Regions from separate parts of the Sus scrofa genome. Here region 1 is linked to region 2. A link is a contact called in public HiChIP or PLAC-seq data. All regions are on one chromosome and are shown on one strand. Each heading gives the region's core, a stretch centred on a gene start, on an enhancer-like site or on the middle of the called end of the contact. The rest is flanking DNA. Distances are from core to core; before and after follow the strand shown. Region 1 holds the start of PTPRN2 (receptor-type tyrosine-protein phosphatase N2). Region 2 holds the start of WDR60 (WD repeat-containing protein 60).

Region 1 (6,546 bases), core at 1,900-4,399, 170 kb before region 2:
CTAGGTCTGACTTAGGTTGACTTGGTCCTTCGGCAAATGAAATGTATGTTTCTTTAGCAAAAGAAAAGGACCTTTTTTTATACAACGGCTTTTAAACGCGGGGGTTGCCAGAACAGGTTCGCAAACTGGCCTCTCTAACTGAAGAATGGCTTAAAGACAAAAGGCGCATGTTCATCTCAGACCTGAACAAAAGGATGTTCTAAAATCACAGAGAAAGGCAGAGGGAAGGAGAAGGAAAACCCAAAGATGGACGTGTAGGAGAAGCAGAGAGGCACTAAGCTGCCCTGGACAGGGCTGCCCAGCACAATGGTGTTCTGGCTACAAGCAAAGGTGAGGCACATCCCTGCGAAGGGGTGACTTATTCCTGCCCCATTCAGCTCTGATGACAGTATCACAAATAATGGGACGCTATGTGCCACAAGGGAGCCCTCTGCACCAGAAAGCCGTGGGCAGAATGGGTGGTGCAAGGCCAGGAAGCTAAGGGGGTCCAGGGGGAAAGGGTAACCGTCAAGAAAGGGAGAGGTGGGACATCCACCCTCAGTGGGATGCCGCCAACAGCGCTCAGGGCACATGGCTCAGAGAAATGACAATATCAACCCAGACGGGGCCGCTTTGTTGAGCCAGGGTAACAACAGGAGCTCTTTCATGGACAGAATGTGAGGGGGCCTCCAGCTCAAGGCGAGGCATCCTGGGCAGAAAGAACTGTCCTTAGATCTTGGTGAAATCGGACCCCTCGTTCTAACCGAAAACTTTATGATACAACTGAGGAGCAAAAACTTGTCTTTCCTTGAGCCTTGTGTTCTATAGGTCTTAAGCCGAGGTTGAGTGTTGGGAGCCAAATAAATAAATAGGTACGAGTGACGTGGTTGGGGCCAGATCTGAGGTGTCTGGGTGCATCTTTCCTTGTGCATCGTTACTCGGAGCGCCGTAGTTGGTGAGACCATCATCAAACAAGACCCAGGTGGCTGAGAAAGAAAAATGGCAGCATATGCCTTTCCTGGATGACCACCTTCTGGAGACGGCCTGTGTGAATTCTGAGGCTAGGGCAGCAGCCCTCACTCTGAGTGGGGATGGTGCAAGGGCACAGAAGGCAGGGTGCACGGGACACTGGGAGCGTACACGAGTAGACAAGGCTACATGCCACCCCAGGATGGGTCCCCAAATGGGAAGGCCACACGTACATCTTGCTGTCTGCATACGCTGCCAGGGTGGTGTGTGGTCCTTAAGAGATCAGCATGTTAAACCTATCCCCTGGAGCCCTTGAGACGGGTTTAACAGTGGGTCCCTGATATGGTTCCACATCAAGACTGCACCCAGCAGGCTGGCTGGGGGCACACGGTGAACAGAGCGAATAGGGCACCCACTCCCAGTGATACGACTCAGCCGTGCCTGTAGCCAGAACGCCACTGCCACGTCAGGCAGCACTGACCAGGGCAGCTTAGCTGTTCTCTTCTTTTCACACACGCCCACTGTAGGGTTTTCCTTGACTCCCTCCCTCAGCCACCTCCCCCCTCCTCCTTTCTCTACGGTTTCTGAAAAAGGCTATGAACCCGACAATTACGACGGAAAGAGAGTTGTCCAAGACCAGCCTCCCCTCCTTCCATAGAAGCTGCCTTCCCCAGAACTGGCTGATGTCAGCTGACCCTGGTTCTCCCTGACCGGGGTGTGGAGAGGGTGGCGTCTGGCGAGCTGAGCAAACAGCTCTCACAGGAGGTGATATGCCAGTTCCAGCCAGATGAGCGAAGGAACAGAACCCAGCAAAGGCAGACCAGCATGCAGCTCAGCCTTTGTTGCTGGTTCAGGGCAAGGTCCCGGAGGTCAAGGCAGAGGGAGCAAGGCCCCCAAGCCCCCCCAAGCAGGGCGGCTCACCTGTGCATAGAGTGTCGTTCCCCACCCCAGGGGGGGGTTTAAAGTGACTCTGACAACAGCACCACAGGGTGTGGGGGCCAGGACACACCACTCCACCCCAGGACTCCACCCCAGCTGGCAAGGCCCTCCTCCTGGACGGCCAGCCCTCCCTCCAACTCTGCCACACTCCCTACCAGGCCAGGAAAGCAAGGGAGAAACTCGGGGCAAAGGGGCCGCATTAGCCAAGGGTCTGGGGGGACCTCCTGCCCACCTCTCCCTGCAGTTTCTGTCTGGGACAGAGAAGCGGCGGGAGACCAGAAGCGCCAGCCCAGGATGCGAGGAGGAGGCCCCCCACCACCCTGGACCTGTGACACCCTGGTGTGCACTCCGCCCTGTGACACCTGCTATTCTAATCTAACATGTTCCGTAATTCCGGCCCGAAGCCACGGACACGGGCGGTCCGGGAAAGCTCCGAAACAAAAGCGGGTTAGCGCCCGGGGCGGGGAGCGGGGCCCGGAGCCTTCCCGCGGTCGAAGGGCCCGGGGCCACGCCTGAAGGAAGGGCTGCCCCCGTCCCCCCCGTCGGAGCGCGTCCCCTCCCCGAGTCCCCACTCCTGTCACGGAAGGAAAATGTCCGTCTGATTGTGAGGCGCTGGCCCGGGAGGTCCGCGCGCGGCGACCACGCGGGGAGGAGGCCGGGCCGAGCACGAAGGCCCCGCGCCCGCGCCCCTCCCAGTCGCCGCGCACGCGGGGCCTCCCCCGCCCCCCGGCGCGGCCCGCGGCGCACGCGGCACGAACACGCGGGGCGCGCCCACGCCCCACGCCGAGCGCCCGGGGAGCAAACAGGCCGCGCGCTGGGCGCCCGGGCGGACCCGGACCCCCGCTCTCCCCCGCCCCTCGCCCTCGGAGCCGCCCCAATCCCACCGCCCCAGCCCCTCAGGCGCCCCCTCCCCCACCGCGCCCTCACTCCCCGGGCGCCCCCACACCCCCTGGTCTTCCCGAGAAACCCCGCCCGCCCCCACCTCACTCAGGCGCCCCTCCCCCGCTCCCCTCAGTCACACAGCCCCTCCCCCACCCGGACCCCGACCCCCCCCCACTCACCCAGCAGCCCCGGGAGCGGCCGGGCGCGGGGCGCAGGGGCGGCGAGAGGGGCGCAAGGCAGCAGCGGCAGCAGCAGCAGAAGGAGCGCGAGCGGCGGCCCCATGTCGGCGGCGCTCAGTCCATGGCGGCCGCTCCACCCCGCGCTCCCGGCGCTGCCGCGGCTTCAGCACCGGACAGCGCCGCCGGCCCCGCCCCCGACACGCCCGGCCCCGCCCCGGCAGGCCGCGCACCCGCAAGCTCCGCCCCCGGCAGGCCGCGCACCCGCAGGCCCCGCCCCCCGACACGCCCGGGCCCGCCCCGGCCGCGCGCCCGCCCGCCGGCCACGCCCCCGCGCTCCCGCGCCCCCGCGTTCCAGAGCTCCCAGCCCTCAGCCGAGTCTCGGGGCGCCCAGCCCCCCATGCCTCTTCCCTGGCCTCCTGCTGCCCCTGTGGGCACCGAGCCTCTCCCCTCCCCACCCGCGGGCCCCCGGCCCCTCACCTACCCCCCACCCCAGGTCCGCTGAGTCCCAGAGTTCCCAGGGGTCGCACTGTACTTCCGGCCCTCCAACCCAAAGGCTGAATCGGAAGCGCACCTGCAGCGCCCACGGCGGGGACCTCCCGGGGAAGGAACTGGAGCTAATGACCAGGAGAAGCTGGGCAGGGTCTGGGGGCTGTGGGGACCTCAATCTGGGAAGGAGGGGCTGTGGAAATCTAACCTGGACAGTCAGCGGGGATGCCAGCTGCAGCCCTGTCAGCAGGGCAGGATTCTACAGGGGGGACATGGCCCCGAGGTCCTTTCCTCCTCCCTGAAGCTGGCCTGCCACTGGCCACTGTCTGAGGGTTCAGCAAGGGCACAGCAGCCCCCCTGTTCTGCCCCAGGAGGAACATCCCCAACCTAAAGATCTGGGCTTCGCCTGGGGGTCTTCCAATGAAGGGGGCTGCATGTGTGTCCCCAGGCTCACCCCTCTGCCATCCCTTGCCTGCTCGTGTTTGGCTCCCTGAGCCTCCTCTGACCCCAAGGTCACGCAGTGCCTGCTCCTGCTGGGCCCTGCCTGACCCCGGCGGGCTCCCAAGGCGTCACCACCCTAGATGAGGCTGGGGCCTCGCAGGCAGTTGGGTGGCGAGTTTTATCTTTGACCCAAAGGCCCAGGGGACCACTTCCCAGAGAAAGCTCTATCCACCCTTTCAGGGACACCGTGCTCCCCCAGAATGCAGCTGCCACCTTCATCCATCGTGGGACTACAGTGCCATTTCCTCCTCTCGCTACTCGCACAATGGGAGGCCCCCAAGCTGGGGAGAAGCACGGAGAGTGGGCTTCTCAGGAGACGGTTTAACCATCACATTCTTCTCTGTGGCAGGACGTGGGTTAGCGCCGTGCTGCTCTCCTAACAGCAAATGAGTCTCCTGAGCAGAGGCATCAGTCAGAGATTTGCTGGCAGACTTGTCTAAGAAAGGCCGGGACACACTCCATCCTCGGCCCCACTGAGCAGCTGCCAAGTCCTGTGTGAGCATGCCGGGCTGACCCCAAACCCAGGTTCCGGCCGTGAAACCCATCCCAGTGAAGGCGGGAGGCTGATGGGCTCCTCTGTCCTCTGAGGTCCGTGTGCTGACAGTAACAACAGGAAAGACGGAAGGTGAGATCAGGGTGAACTAGAAGGGCGAGCTCCCTCGTGACCGGTCACGAGGTGGTTCAGGAGCACGAGGTCAGGCTTGAAACCATTCGGCAATATCACTGTGAAACCAAAGGGCCGGTTACCAAACACCCAAGTCCACATCTCCTGTCAATCCGGGTCCTTGTCGTCGGGTATCTGCTTGAGTTTGAGGGGCTGTGCCCTGACGACATGGAGGCCCCTGGGCCACTAGGAACTGGCCGTGGTGAAGGACCAGAGGAGCCAGGAGCCCTCCGGAGCTGTGCCCTGTAGGACTTTACTTCTGGGGCTGTGGTGCCTCCTTGCTTGGCATTGTTATGTGGGGCTCGCATAACGGCCGGGGACTGTTTGTTCTTGCCTTGTTTGACTGGCTGCTATGGACAGTGGTTTCCAGAAGCAGGTCCTACTGTACCCCCGTGGCCTAGCTTCAGGACGCCGACAGTGGAAAAACCGGGGGCACAAGAGGGACTGCAAGGACACTGTAGCAATAACAGTGCAGGGAGAAGCACAAACCCACAGGAAGGCACAGGAAAGGGTACCCCGTTCTGACCACAGCAGACCTGCACTGGGCTCTGCTGCACCTGCCACGCCGCCCAGCTCTGCCGACAACGACGCGATAGAGAAATGGAGGGTGAGGAAGGAGGGAAGGAAATCTTGCGTAGGAAGAACAGGCCGCCAGCCCAGGTTTCTGGTGGGCGGGAGGGCTGGCTGGGTACGTGGTCACGATAGGAATCCCCAAGGGCTGGACCCGATACACTGGTGTGTGCGTGTGTAATTGCACATGTGTGTGAGAACATCATGGCTGATTGCTGTTACAAGGCACACACACCTGTCCACTGTGGGCACAGCATTCAAACATTCAAGCACGAGCTTCTTCCAGAGCCCTCTAGGTGAAGGGGGTGTCTGCTACACGGTTTGCTGTTTGGGCCTTTCTCCTTATAAAAGTGTTCCATCCATTGTTGTCACAGGTGCTACTGTTTACGATATGTGCCCACAGCCTGCCGGGGTCAGCATGGGACACGACCCTACAGTTCACAGGATGAACAGATTTGCAGTCACAGGTCAAGGAATGACTCTTCAAAGGGACTTTCAAGACCCTTGTGCCACGTGTCCCTCCGGGGCCTCCTGTCCTCCTGAGGAGGGAGCAGAGCGGGACTCCCAGAGGGGACACAGGTCGGGGCTCCAACCCCAGCCCCTGCACGCCAGCCTGGCCTTCCCTCGCTGAGTGGGGACCCAACAGTTTGGCAGACCTGATGGTTGTGACTGTGGTCAGTGCCCTGGGTCACATGGGGGCTGGCCAGAATAATGAGGGCCAGAAAGTGTTTCAGAGGGGGGGAGCGCGGCCTCCCAATGGGTGTTGGAAACAAGGCCCAGCTGCGGGTGATCCGCTGGGATGGTGGGCGTGAGAGCCGGAGGAGAAGGGCTCAGACACGGGTCCCAAGGTTTGGCAGCCCCGACTGCATCCTCCCCTCGTGTTGGTGGACACTCGGTGTGCGGGCTGGAAGTGCTGTTTCCCCTTGATCAGGAGGGCTTTCTAAAGAAGGGGGTTTAGGGGTGCTTTCAGGGCAAGCAGAGGCAGCTTGGGCACATTCCACATATGTGACCAAAGCTGCCCCAACCTATGTAACAAGCACCTTCAAATTACTTATCTGGGACAGTCTGGCCCTCCCTCTTGGCAGCCATGATGAAATCTGAATTATTGGCCAATATGGTCAAATCCGCCAGGTTGCCACTTTCACTTGGCTGGTTTTCGTGTCAACACGGCCCGGGTCGGTGTGAACGGTGAGCTCAGTGTGTCATCCGATAGTCCGGCTCCACCTGGGAGGGAAGGCAGCTGCCAGACCCCAAGGCAACTGGCAGGCACAGAGCCCCATCCCCAGGGGGGAGCAACCTGTTCCCACCTCGGGACTGTAGAGGCGGGACCCCGCACAGCTCAGCACAGGGATGTCACCTGCCCCTCCCTGCCCCACC
Region 2 (6,540 bases), core at 2,869-5,368:
TACCATGAGCTGTGGTGCAGGTCACAGACGTGGCACAGATCCTGCATGGCCCATGGCTGTGGTGTAGGCTGGCAGCTGTAGCCCTGATAGGACTCCTAGCCTGGGAACTTCCATGTGCCGTGGGTGTGGCCCTAAAAAGACAACAACAACAAAAACAAACAAGACATGATTCTCAACTTTTAGGTTGTGCATTTTTGTCTTCAGACTTCACTGGGTCCTCTGCTCAGGCCTAGAAAGGCGACACGTGTTGGCTGAGCCGTGGTGGCCTTGGAGACCCTCAGCTGAGATCCTCTCCCGGGTTCACTGCCGCTGTAGGACTCGGGTTAGTCTCTGTGGGCTGCCAGTCAGGGGTCACCCTCAGCTCCCGCCACTGGCTCCCTCCTGACACGGCAGTTTGCTTCATCTCTGATGTGTCACCTCCTTTTAATGGCAGGTCCACTCAGAATAATCTTTTTTTTTTATTTTTACTTTTTTTTGCCTTTTCTAGGGCTGCTCCCGCAGCATATGGAGGTTTCCAGGCTAGGGGTCTCATCGGAGTTGTAGCCGCCGGCCTACACCACAGCCACAGCAACACGGGATCTGAGCCGTGTCTGCAATCTACACCACAGCTCACAGCAACACTGGATCCTTAACCCACTGAGCGAGGCCAGGGATCGAACTTGCAATCATGGTTCCTAATCGGATTCATTAACCCCTGAGCCACGATGGGAACTTCTGTGTTTTGTTTTTATCACCCCCTGGGCTGTCGTGGTTTATAGTCTAGGGAGGGAGGTGGGCATACATTTTTAAGGTACAGGGAAGAGGCTGGGGAGACTGCAACAAACCAGTCAAACATAGACAGGGCAGTAGAGGCTCCAGGGTGAGCAGTGATGAAGCTGATGGCGAGGAAGGAACTGGGATCCAGGCAGGGAAGCAGCCTGCGAAGAGGCGGCCAAGCCTCCTCCTTAGTTTCTGGGTTTCGAGTTCTCCACCTACCCACCATTCAGCCTGCAACCTCAGCCTTCTCTTTTCATGTTCCTGACCCATCACTGCCCAATCTGATGCTTTAAATCTTTACATCATGTCTGGGAGGCACTTTACACATTGGCCCTGGCCCCCTTTCCAGGCTTACTTCCTACCATCCCACCTGCTACGTGCCTCACCCTCATGGTGTGCAGTAAACCTGCTCTGCCCAGTGTGGAACCCACTTGCACATGGGGCTCAAGCCCTGGAAACATGGCCAGTCTGAACTGAGATGTGCTATCAGTATAAAATACATACTAGATTTTGAGAATAGTATAAAAATATAAAACAACTCAATATTTTAAATACATTTTATTAAATTTGGTTTCATCTGTACCTTTTTCTTTTTATGGCCACACCCATAGCATGTGGAAGTTCCTACACCAGGGATGTAATCTAAGCGGCAGGGAGTTGCCACTGTGGTTCAGCAGGCTATGCACCCAACTAGTATCCAGGAGGATTTGGGTTTGATCCCTGGCCTTGCTCAGTGGGTTAAGATCTGGTATTGTCATGAGCTGTGGTGTAGGTTGCAGATGCAGCTCAGATCTGGCGTTGCTGTGGCTGCAGTATAGGCTGGTAACTGGAGCTCCAATTCGACCCTTAGCCTGGGAACTTCCATATGCTGCAGGTGTGGTCCTAAAAAGAAAAAAAAAAAAAAAAGGAGAAAAATCTAAGTGGCAGCTGGGGCAACACCAAATCCTGAACCCACTGTATTCAGCCAGGGATCAAAACCTTGCCTCCACAGTAACCCAAGCTGCTGAGTCAGATTCTTAACCCATGGCGGGAACACCTCTTTTTAATTTTTAAAATGGGGCTACTAGATGATTTATCACCTCTGTGGCTTGCATTATATTTCTACTGGGTAGCACTGTTAGAGATACCACTAGCCCTAGTGGACACTAGTACATTTTCCAAGCCCTCCAGACCCCTCCCTCTGGACTTGCACTCATATCTGTTTTCTCCTAAGATGTTCTCTGTGGGTCTCTCTGCCTGGTGGGTCATTTGTGCTTCAAGATCCACCTGAAATGAGGCCCTTCCTAACCTCATTTCTTTCTTCCAGGTAAACTTTGTCACTTCCTCACTCACTGCATTTTCTGAGTAGCACTTACGCTTTCACATTATTTAATAATGGTTTGCAATGGTTGGCAATTGTGAGCTACTAGAGGTCCAGGACATGTTTTTTTTTAACTGTCTCCAGCATTGTCACTTCCCGCATGATCAAATGAACTTAGTGAGTAATCTATTGAATAATGATGATAGATGTATCACAAGATGAAATGTGATTGGCAAATAAGTTATTTTGAAAATAATTGTTTTAAGAAATCTGAGGCGTTCCCGTTGTGGCTCAGCGGTTAATGGACCTGACTAGCATCCATGAGGACGCAGGTTCCATCCCTGGCCTTGCTCAGTGCGTTAAGAATCCGGTGTTGCTGTGAGCTTTGGTGTAGGTCGAAGGCACGGCTCAGATCCTGTGTTGCTGTGGCCGTGGTGTAGGCTGGCAGCTACAGCTCTGATTCGACCCCTAGACTGGGGGTCGCACGCAGGTGTGGCGCTCAAGAGACCAAAAAAAAAAAAAAAAAAAGTTTGAGGAAATATTGTTTAACTTCCTCTATTGACATTTATTCGGCAAATACGGTGGGGATGGTGAGAAAGAGGAGACAGCATTTGCAGAGCTCTGTGAATATGGTGTTTTGGGGAGATTCGAAATCACATCATTCTGTTTGGTGAACGAGGGCACCTGGTGTGAGCCTCGGGGAGACAGAGCAGGGCATGAGGGGAGTCACCTGCTGGACTGCTGGCTGCGGTGGACGATGGATTGGTAGCAGCTGGAGTGGAAAGCCAAACAGTCAAGACACAATGATCTTGACAGGAATTTGGGATGGGCACTTGGGAGGGGAGAGGGCAGGGTTCAAGGGCCAAGCCCAGGTCGTTCTTGCAGCATGCGTGTGCCTGACCTGACTTCATACTGTGGCTGAGGTCTTGAACCTCACAGACAACGACCTGAAGCTTTTCCAGCAACAGCTGTCTTCTCGGCCAACAGAGTGACACAGAGAATAAACTTTGGCATCAGACTACCCACCAACCTAACTGTGAGTTTAGGCAACTGGGCTAATCTGTCTGGTCCTCAGACTTCTCATCTGAAAAACAGGAGCATATCCATCTCCAAGGGACGCTATGAGAATTAAGTGAATTGCCAAGTAGGTTTCCGTTGGGTACCTCTTTGGGGGCAGTCCCTCACTGAATCCTAGCTATCACTGCAATGACCTTGCTGTGCTCCTTTGCCAGTACCGTTCTTCCCAAGTGCTGCTGAGTGAAAATGAAAACGGTGGTGGTGGAACGTCCGAAACCAGAGCACAGTTAAATATACAAGGCTGATTGGGAGTTCCCGTTGTGGTGCAGTGGTTAACGAATCCAACTAGGAACCATGAGGTTGCGGGTTCGATCCCTGGCCTCACTCCGTCGGTGAAGGATCCGGCGTTGCCGTGGGCTGTGGTGTAGGTCGAAGATGAGGCTCAGATGCCACGTGGCTGTGGCTGTGGCATAGGCCAGCAGCTACAGCTCCCATTAGACCCCTAGGCTAGGAACCCCCATATGCTCCGGGTGTGGCCCTAGAAAAGACAAATAGTCAAAAATAAATAAATAAAATAAAGTGCTAATCATTATTTAAAAAAAAAAAAGGCTGATTGGATCTTGATTAATTTCTCTAAGGCAAGGAGCTGAGGAAATGACTTTTATATTCAGCACAAAGTAGACAGATCCATAAACTGTAAACTGGCTCCTAATCGCACATGACTCAAAAACACAATGTCTGGAAAATAAATTGTGTGTCTAGAGGAAAACCATGATGTCAAAAGCACAGACCCCAGGAATTCCCTTGTGGCAAAGCAGGTTAAGGAGCCCTGTTGTCACAACAGCTTCCTCGTTGCTGTGGCGCCAGTTCCATTCCTGGCCTGAGGAACTGCCACAGCCTGGGGCGGGGCCAAGAAACAAAACAAAACAAAACCAAGCCCAAAACGAAAAAAAACACAGACCCCCCTAATGATACACTCACCCATATGTCTTAGCACAGGATCTGAACACCTTCTTTCTCTCTCTCAACGGTAAGTGGAATCTTTTCTAAGCAACATTTGCAGACTAAACAAACACGAAACAGTTTGCAGAACCAGAGGTAAATGTCAGTTTTAACGTGCATCCCTGGAGTGGGACCCACACTTCTCCAGTCCTGCATATTTAAGTTTGGCTTTTACTTTAAGCGTCAAATAAAACAGTTGGGGTAAAATAAACCTGAGATGCAGAATGTGTCTTAATACTAAACTCACAGTTAGGTTGGTGGGTAGTCTGATGCCAAAGTTTATTCTCTGTGTCACTCTGTTGGCCGAGAAGACAGCTGTTGCTGGAAAAGCTTCAGGTCGTTGTCTGTGAGGTTCAAGACCTCAGCCACAGTATGAAGTCAGGTCAGGCACACGCATGCTGCAATGTGTATTAATACTTAATACTTTATTAAGACACATTCTGCATCTCAGCGGAATGTGAGGCAGCCCCTTTGCGGTCCTGTTTGGGAAAATGCGGCCCTGAAATGACAGGTTGTCGCGCGGGCATGGGACAGAGTTTACAGTTGTGAACGCTTCTTCTGTCCCTTGAGGCGTCTATGGCCTCTCGTCTCTTGCTCTGTATAAAAACTGAGTCTTTCAAAGATTGCGTTTTCAAAAACTTTTCGATTCCTGCCAATCCTGCAGAGTGTGTCCCATCAAACGACGGCACAGGGAAAGCTCCCTAAGCTGCCTGCCCGAAGTCTGAGCTCAGCTCCCTCTTCCAAAGGCACTTTGGCAGGTTGAGGAGCCGCCGGCCCTTGCAGCCGTGCCTGTTTCCCCTTTGCAGCTCCGGTCCTGCCGGCGGACCCGCCTCGCAGGCCTTTGGGCCTCCGACCGGGCGGAAGAACCCAGCCCTCGAACCAAATATCCCACCCGGCTGGAGGGCGGGAGTCCGGCCGGAACTGCCTTCTTCCGAGACCCCTCCCTCTGGGCAGGGAGCAGATCCCAATCGGTGGTCACTCGGCGCTCCTCTGCTCTGGTCTGCCGGTTTCTAGGAGGCGAGGACGGGCAGGCGCAGTGGGGGCGGCCTCGGGGCACGCCGGGCCGGTGGTGCTCGGCGCTCCGCTGCCCCGCCTGTCGGTTGCTAGGAGGCGGGGAGGCGCAGGCGCAGCGGGGACGGCCGCGGGGCCCGCGGGGCGGGCGGTCGCAAGAGTTCCGTTGCCCCGCCTGCCGGTTGCTAGGAGGCGGGACGCCTGCTGGGAGGAGGGTGCGGGCGTCCGGCGGTCTCTTTCCGGAGCCTGGCCGGGCCGAGGGCAGCGCGGCCGCCCGGGCCTGCAGGCGGCGATGGAGCCGGGAAAGGTGGGTGCGTGCGGACACCGCGCGGGGAGGCTCGTGCCCGCCAGTACCGCCCCTTCCTCGCCGTCGGAGGGCGCCCCAGGCCCGGGGCTAGAGTTCTAGCTGCGCGGTGCTACCGTGGCAAAGTTACCGACGTGTCTTATTTCTTACCGAATAAAATGGGACGGTACGAGTGGGACTGGATGAAGTTCAATACATAAAAGTGCCCAGAGCTGTGTTATTAACTCAGTAACTTATTTGTCGTTCTTCTGCTGTCTGGATTCCCGCTAACAAATGAGAAATTTTGTTTGCGTATTTTTCATCCTATCTTCCTATTTTTTTCCTCTATCATTCGCTTTTATGATGTTAATAACGTCGATTAGAAAGTTAGTGCCTTTTGGAGTTCCCGTCGTGGCACAGGGGTTAACGCATCCGCCTAGGAACCATGAGGTTGAGGGTTCGATCCCTGGCCTTGCTCAGTGGGTGAAGGATCCGGCGTTGCCGTGAGCTGTGGTGTAGGCCGGTGGCTACAGCTCCGATTGGACCCCTAGCCTGGGAACCTCCATATGCCGCAGGAGCGGCCCTAGAAAAGGCAAAAAGACAAAAAAAAAAAAGAAAGAAAGTTAGTGCCCTGGCTGCCCTCCATTTGAAGCATGCCAACTTCCTGACCCCTGTCATCTACACTGTTCCCTTCCATTTTCATACGTTATACCCTAACTTTTCTATGATTGTTTATAGAATGTTTTAAAAGTGTTAACCAATATTTTAACAATGGAGACCTGATTGAAATAAAATATTTGGCGTTTGTTATGAGTGCGGTCCAGGAGAAAGTTCCAGAAGCGCTTGGACTGTGTTCCCCTGACTGCAAAGTAGGGGAGGCTCATAAAGGCAAAAAATTGCAAGGTTACAGTTGGCTACATGCGCTGTTTGTCATTTATAATTGGAGCCGATCAGAAGTGAGGGTGCTTGTTAAGCAAGGCTTGGTTGCTGTCCTTGCAGCTGGCAGGTGCTGCTTTGATGGCTGGTGGTGTCCTTGGGTATGGTGCAGTTCCAGGAAAGTTCTCGGTGGTGCAGGGACAGGAATGAGACCAGATCCTCAAAGCCACTCCTTTTGTTTGCTTGAAGTGGGCTCCTCCTTTATAAGGTCCGAGTGTCATCAGTTATCATATGG

Evidence for each region. HiChIP or PLAC-seq counts read pairs in DNA pulled down with a chosen protein or histone mark.
Region 1: an H3K27ac HiChIP or PLAC-seq map of alveolar macrophages shows a contact between it and region 2. The contact joins the promoter of PTPRN2 here to the promoter of WDR60 in region 2. A contact is called at or near these places in 1 of 5 promoter capture datasets (fetal liver) and 1 of 2 datasets of contacts at active chromatin or transcription factors (alveolar macrophages).

Annotation. Positions count from the first base shown.
Region 1 is chr18:717,728-724,273 of Sscrofa11.1, reverse strand. It overlaps PTPRN2 (receptor-type tyrosine-protein phosphatase N2), which reads right to left and starts at 3,149. Exons shown (of 23, transcript XM_021079161.1): 1 at 2,949-3,149. The coding sequence starts at 3,051.
Region 2 is chr18:552,720-559,259 of Sscrofa11.1, reverse strand. WDR60 (WD repeat-containing protein 60) reads left to right here and starts at 4,118. Exons shown (of 24, transcript XM_021079024.1): 1 at 4,118-5,393. The coding sequence starts at 5,379.